Linked DNA regions of Mus musculus: region 1 is linked to region 2. Evidence: chromatin contacts called from public Hi-C data. All regions are on one chromosome and are shown on one strand. The core of a region is the stretch at or near the end of the contact, and the rest is flanking DNA. Distances in the headings are between cores, read along the strand shown.

Evidence for each region. Hi-C and Micro-C count contacts between places; a contact is called where the count stands out from the background.
Region 1: a contact with region 2 is called in a Hi-C map of liver, with 2.6 times the contacts expected there. The contact joins two enhancer-like sites. A contact is called at or near these places in 10 of 484 Hi-C or Micro-C datasets (adipose-derived mesenchymal stem cells, cerebellum, cerebral cortex and 6 more), 4 of 115 datasets of contacts at active chromatin or transcription factors (acute myeloid leukemia, embryonic stem cells, hepatocytes and 1 more) and 1 of 9 other capture datasets (embryonic stem cells).

What each region holds. Positions count from the first base shown.
Region 1 is chr2:65,332,900-65,335,599 of GRCm38.p6, reverse strand. It overlaps Slc38a11 (solute carrier family 38, member 11), which reads left to right. Exons shown (of 12, transcript NM_177074.2): 9 at 849-1,010. Among named protein-coding and RNA genes, the nearest start is that of Slc38a11, 30 kb to the left of the region's middle. Within about 2 kb of position 1,294, at least 21 of the 459 cell types and tissues checked have an H3K27ac peak or open chromatin away from gene starts, as enhancers often do. A contact at or near this core is called in hepatocytes and liver, where this site is marked.
Region 2 is chr2:65,006,167-65,008,866 of GRCm38.p6, reverse strand. The region is part of intron 2 of Grb14 (growth factor receptor bound protein 14); the gene reads left to right. Among named protein-coding and RNA genes, the nearest start is that of Grb14, 15 kb to the left of the region's middle. Within about 2 kb of position 1,361, at least 30 of the 459 cell types and tissues checked have an H3K27ac peak or open chromatin away from gene starts, as enhancers often do. A contact at or near this core is called in hepatocytes and liver, where this site is marked.

The sequences.
Region 1 (2,700 bases), core at 45-2,544, 330 kb before region 2:
AAAATCAAGCTCAAGCCTTGCTCGTCCATTATTAAACTTTCTCATTTGTTACTAAATTTTGCTTCTAATTGGAGAACAGTGTTTCGATGCTGGACATTCATGACAGTAGTTAGCACTCAAGCATATCCCTGGCCAGCCCAAAGGGACCCCCATGACAATGGTAGCAATCAGGCACCTTCCTGGCCATCCCCAAGGGACTGGGCAACAAGTCATATCATCCCTGGCTGCTCAAAGGCAAAACAATTCCCATTGTTGCCCCTGTCACATGTCCTCCTGCGCATGTGTCATGGCCCCAATAAAAAGCCACTTTTTCCCCAACCCCAAACCACTTCATTTTCCTTCCTTCCTTTATGTTCTATCGCCCCTCTCTTTAATAAGCCCCACCCCCTCCACATGAGACCTGTTTCCCGGTGTGATTTTGTCAAACTTGTGTTAGTTCCACCAATGGTTAGTGTGTCTCCTAACTTGGAAGTCCAGTAAATGTCATAGACTTCTATAAAGTCTTGGCAGAAAGGATTTAGGATTTCGCTAGATATTTATAACTCCACTATGTCCCAGCTGCCAAATAAAGCAAGGTACAAATTTTCCTGAAGATAGGAAGAGGAAAAAATGGGAGAGTTGTTGGACAGGTCTGGTTTATGTTGAGAGTTACATGAAGTTACTAGGTAAGCCTTCTGTGAAGTTCCTTGTATGTAGGCCTTACGTTCTGGCTTACTTAGTGCTGTAAATTAATATATGTTCATTTGAGATATTAGATATTCTAAGGCAGTATACATCTCTCACCTTTTCAAAGTAGAAAACACAGTCCTGCTGTTTCCCGAGTAATGAGGTTTTCTTTTGTGTTCCAGCGTTCATTTGCCACCATAACTGCTTCCTAGTCTATGGTTCTCTCGAAGAGCCCACAGTAGCGAAGTGGCGCCGGATTATCCACACATCCATCTTGGTTTCTGTATTCATCTGTGTGCTCTTTGCAACGTGCGGGTACTTCACTTTTACTGGCTTCACTCAAGGTAACATGAGAGACTAAACCACAGCCCATCCTGGTGCAAGTGCACTGGTACCAGTCGATCCGTGTTCTGCCCGCTTCTGGAAAAGTTTTTCCAGGGGACTACCCCACCCCAGCCCTCTTCCACCCACACTCTCCGCTTTCTCCTCCTGCCTGTCTATCGTCTGCTCCACAATTTCTCTCTTCTTAACCTCTCAGATTTAGTTCTGTGATCCGTACTCTCTGCTCCCAGGCGCACTTGTTTGCTTGTTGCCAGACGTGAACTCTGGCTCCCCTCTGCTCTGTACTTTTCCTTTCCCGGGTACTAATAGCCTCCCAAAGTTGAAGCTGATAACCTTTCCGCCTTTGGTCTCTCTGAACCTTTCTGAGTCAGCTGTACTGAACTGCCTCCCACTTGAGGAAAGAATAACTGTACTGTTACCACTCTTCTTTTTCTGTGCTAATATTTTTGTTGTTGTTTTCGTCCTCAGACCTTTCTAATCTCCCACGCCACTCAGAGATTGGGGTCCTGCTTTTCCATTGACAAATAGTCTGCGTGATCTTCCCATTGCCCTTGAAGCCCAGGCCTGTAGGATGTTTCTGCTTAATTGTCTCATTCTGGATTAAATCAGCAGACATCACCTTTCCTATAAAGCCAGCCCTTTCCCTCCCTGCCGTCAAAGTGACTTCTCTTTTCTTGTATCTCGTGGTCCCAGTAACTACGTGGTCCCCGTTTTACTGCTTTTAACGCTTTCATCCAATCATTAAGGGTTTAGTACTCAGGGTAGCCTGACAGCAGCCAGATGCCATGATCCACATATCCCGCAGCTTTTGCAGGTCTAGGATCTCACTTGACCTTCCCACAACCCTTTGAATGTAAGTGGAATAACTAGTTCTACTTCCTGCTTACACAGAAATAGAAGTAACTTGCCCCAGCTGGCGGGTAGCAACCAGTACTCGTGTCTACTGATGCTCAAACTCAGATATTCTCCCCGCCCCTTCTCTGTCTGCCTCCCAAGTTTTGATCTGCACAGATCCTCTAGTAGTCTCTTAGTGTCCAGCTCTTCTTGGCTTAGTTTTCTGTGTCACTGTGGTACTCTTGGTATGCCTTGGTCTGAATACCTGTCATAGATCACCATGATTATACACATACATTTCTCAGAAAATAAGAAAGATTTTTTAAAAACTGAATGATTAATGTGATACCAATATAGTAATATGTATATATATATTATACACACATAGATAAATGTACATATACACACACATATACACACATATATACATATATATATACACACATATATATATATATACACACACACACACATACGTGTGTGTGTTCTACCTGCTCTAGGATAGTACAGTTAAAAGCAACCTTGAAAGTCTTGATAAGAACTGTTTCAAACACTGCCATTTACCAGTCACGATTACTACATAGTATACCAAGCTGAATGGCCTAAGGGTTCCTGATTGCATGGTAACCTTGGTTTGTAAATGTCTCTCTGTTTTTGCAAGTGACATCTTCATAGTGATTTTAGCATTGGTAATTGCCATGCTGTAGTACTTATAACAGCTGTATGTGGTCACTAACACCTGTAATTCCAACACAACACACAGGGAGTTAAGGCTGGAGATGTGTAGCCTGTGCTATAAAGTAGTGCTTTATCCTATAAAAAAAAAGTGTGACAGGGGCTCTTTAAGCTGAGTGTGGC
Region 2 (2,700 bases), core at 112-2,611:
TTATTACTGTAACAGTACACCTGATAATTAACTTAAGAATTAAAAAGGCTTTGGGTTACAGTTAGGAAGGTTTCTTTTGACATCATGTCCTTGTGTCTGTGGGAGTCAGCACATCACAGCGGGGAGTGCATGATGGAGCCGTGCCATCCACCTCTAGGTTGACATGAAGTTGCACAGAAAGGTGAAAGGCTCCTATGCTAGTATCCACTTCAAAGTCCTCAGCTCGTTCCCTCCTCCCAGTTCTCACCTCTCAAGGTTTCTGCTGCCACTTTTCAATGATGTCATGTGTTGGGGACCAAGATTTTAATCCACCAGCCTTTGGGAGACATTCAAGATCCAAACTGTTGTGTTTACTGAGCTTAATCTTTCTCCCTAGTACATATTATCACCCAGTTCTCTTTGTTCACATGTGTTTGCTCATTGCATTTACTCAGTAGAACAGAAGCTCAGTGAAGGCAGAGATTCTTTTGTAGTAATATTTTAAAGTTTACTTTATTTGTAATTATATGTGTATGTGTGTATGGAGGGCAGGTTACTCATGGAATACAAAAGAAAACATTGGATCCCTTGGAATTCGAATTACAGGTGGTAGGGAACTGCCCTAAGTGGGGGCTAAAATGTCAGCCATTTTACAAGGTCAGTGTGGTTTTAACCCCTTGTGTTAAATTTTCTTTACTCAGTTCCTAGAAGGTAAAAATATGTCTGGTTTGTAGCAGGCTCTCAAGAAATTTTGGCTTAATAAATAAATAATAAATAAGAATAAAGCAATGAGGAAGAAACAGAATTGTTGATTTCTTGATGCAAGTGAGAGTCTACCTGAGAGCCTACTGATAATCTAATATAAACGATTTAATTTACAAAGAAACTTAGAAACATTAAAGCTACTTCTTTTTCAGGGAAGGTTCTGCGATTGAAAGTTGTTGAAAGAGATCCTGGGCAGGATAAACATTTGAGTATTGTTTTAGCACTATAAGCATATTCTAAATTTGGATCACCCTTGCTCCCAGTGAGTCCTGTTCTTTGTCTCCTGGTCTCCTTGTCAGCATTTTCATCCTTCCCAGCACACATGTGCCAATTAAAAAGCTCATCTCCTCTTTGGGGCTGAGTCTGGTATGGTTTTTCAGCCAGCCCACATTCACAGTGGAAGATTACTTTCATTCTTGGGGAGGGTGACACGGGCATGAGAGGCTCAGTATTCAGATGAAAGGGCCACTTTGGTATTATTTAACTGTGTTTTGGCAAGACTCTGGTCAGTGTCTGGTTTCTCTTTGGAGCCATTTTGCATTATATTACAGTACTCTGACTGTGCTATGCCAAGGAAATTAAGATCAGCTGGAACACTCAGTTGGTCATTGGCTTGGACTCTTAGGGCACTGGGAACTTGATGACCTCATTTAGGCTGAACCTGCCTTTGTCCCCAAAGCATAAGGGCTCCTTTTACAAAACCACGTCTGCAACTTGGGAAAGATACGAGCAAGGTTCAGAGAAAAATGACTTAATAGTGGAAGATATTTGGGTCAACATTGAGTGTGGAGTGCAGAATACGTGCTGACAATTTAATTGAGAAAGATGAAGAGGAGGCACCAAATCCCTTCAACATGACCTTAGCCACCAAGTCCTGTGATCTTGGAGGATCATTTGAAGATTGGTTTGTAAGTGCGTGTGCATTTGTATATGAGATCAGATGTTGATTCTGGGTGTTTTCCTCAATCCTTCCTATCTTACTGCTTTTGAGATAGGATCTCTTATGGAGCCTAGAGCTTTCTGATTAAACCAGGTTAGGTGGCCATTGAGCCCCAGGAATCTTCCTGTCTCCAATGCTTGGATTTGAGGTGTGTGCTGCTGCTAGCTACAGCTTTTTTTATGTGGGTTCCTTGGAGTCAAACTCAGGTCCTGAAACTTTCCGCTCAGGCACTTAGCTAACTGAGCTGTCTCCTTAGCTCTGAAATGCATGGTTTAAAGAAAACTAAAAGAAAGAAATGTTTATGGTGCCAGCAACTGGTATGGGTTTTATGTTCTGTCAGTCTGAGAAAATTTGAGAGAACATCCTTCATTAGGACTTGTGAAGGGCCCTGTGTGCTCACGTGAGACACTTGAGGGAGGGTTGTCACATGAGAAAAAGCTGCATGGTAACCATGGAGAAGTCTTTGGTGATGATGCAGAGTTTTGAAGATGAGAAATCACTGTATAGCCCTGGCTGGCCTGAACTCACAGAGATCTGTTTGCTGTTTCCTCCCAAATGCTGGAATTAAAGGCATGCACTTACTACACATGGCCTGGATTATTAAATTCATTTTAATTAAAAATATGAAGAAGAAATTTTTTATTTGGGGATGTATTTGAGAAAACAACAGTTAACGTGGATTTTCAAGCACAAATTAAGTAGCTTAGTAATATTACTTTCTCTGAGATGCTAAGGGCTGTACAACTAGTCTCTCTTTCACGTTGGGGAGTTCTGGTAGAGACATTTGCAAAGTTCTTTGCTTCCAGTTCTATGAAGGGCCCGTACCTAACCTCCATCTCTTTCTTCCCATTTCTTTTCTGACCAAAGTTCTTCCTCCAGATTTTTGTTTTTTAATTTTATCAATACCTGTATCATTAGTATTGAGGCTATTGGGTTTTGTTGCATTAGAAACATTGTTTTTGCCTTATGTTTACATTGACAGTAAAATGGCTCTCAGTAAAGTGAGAGTCACTCAT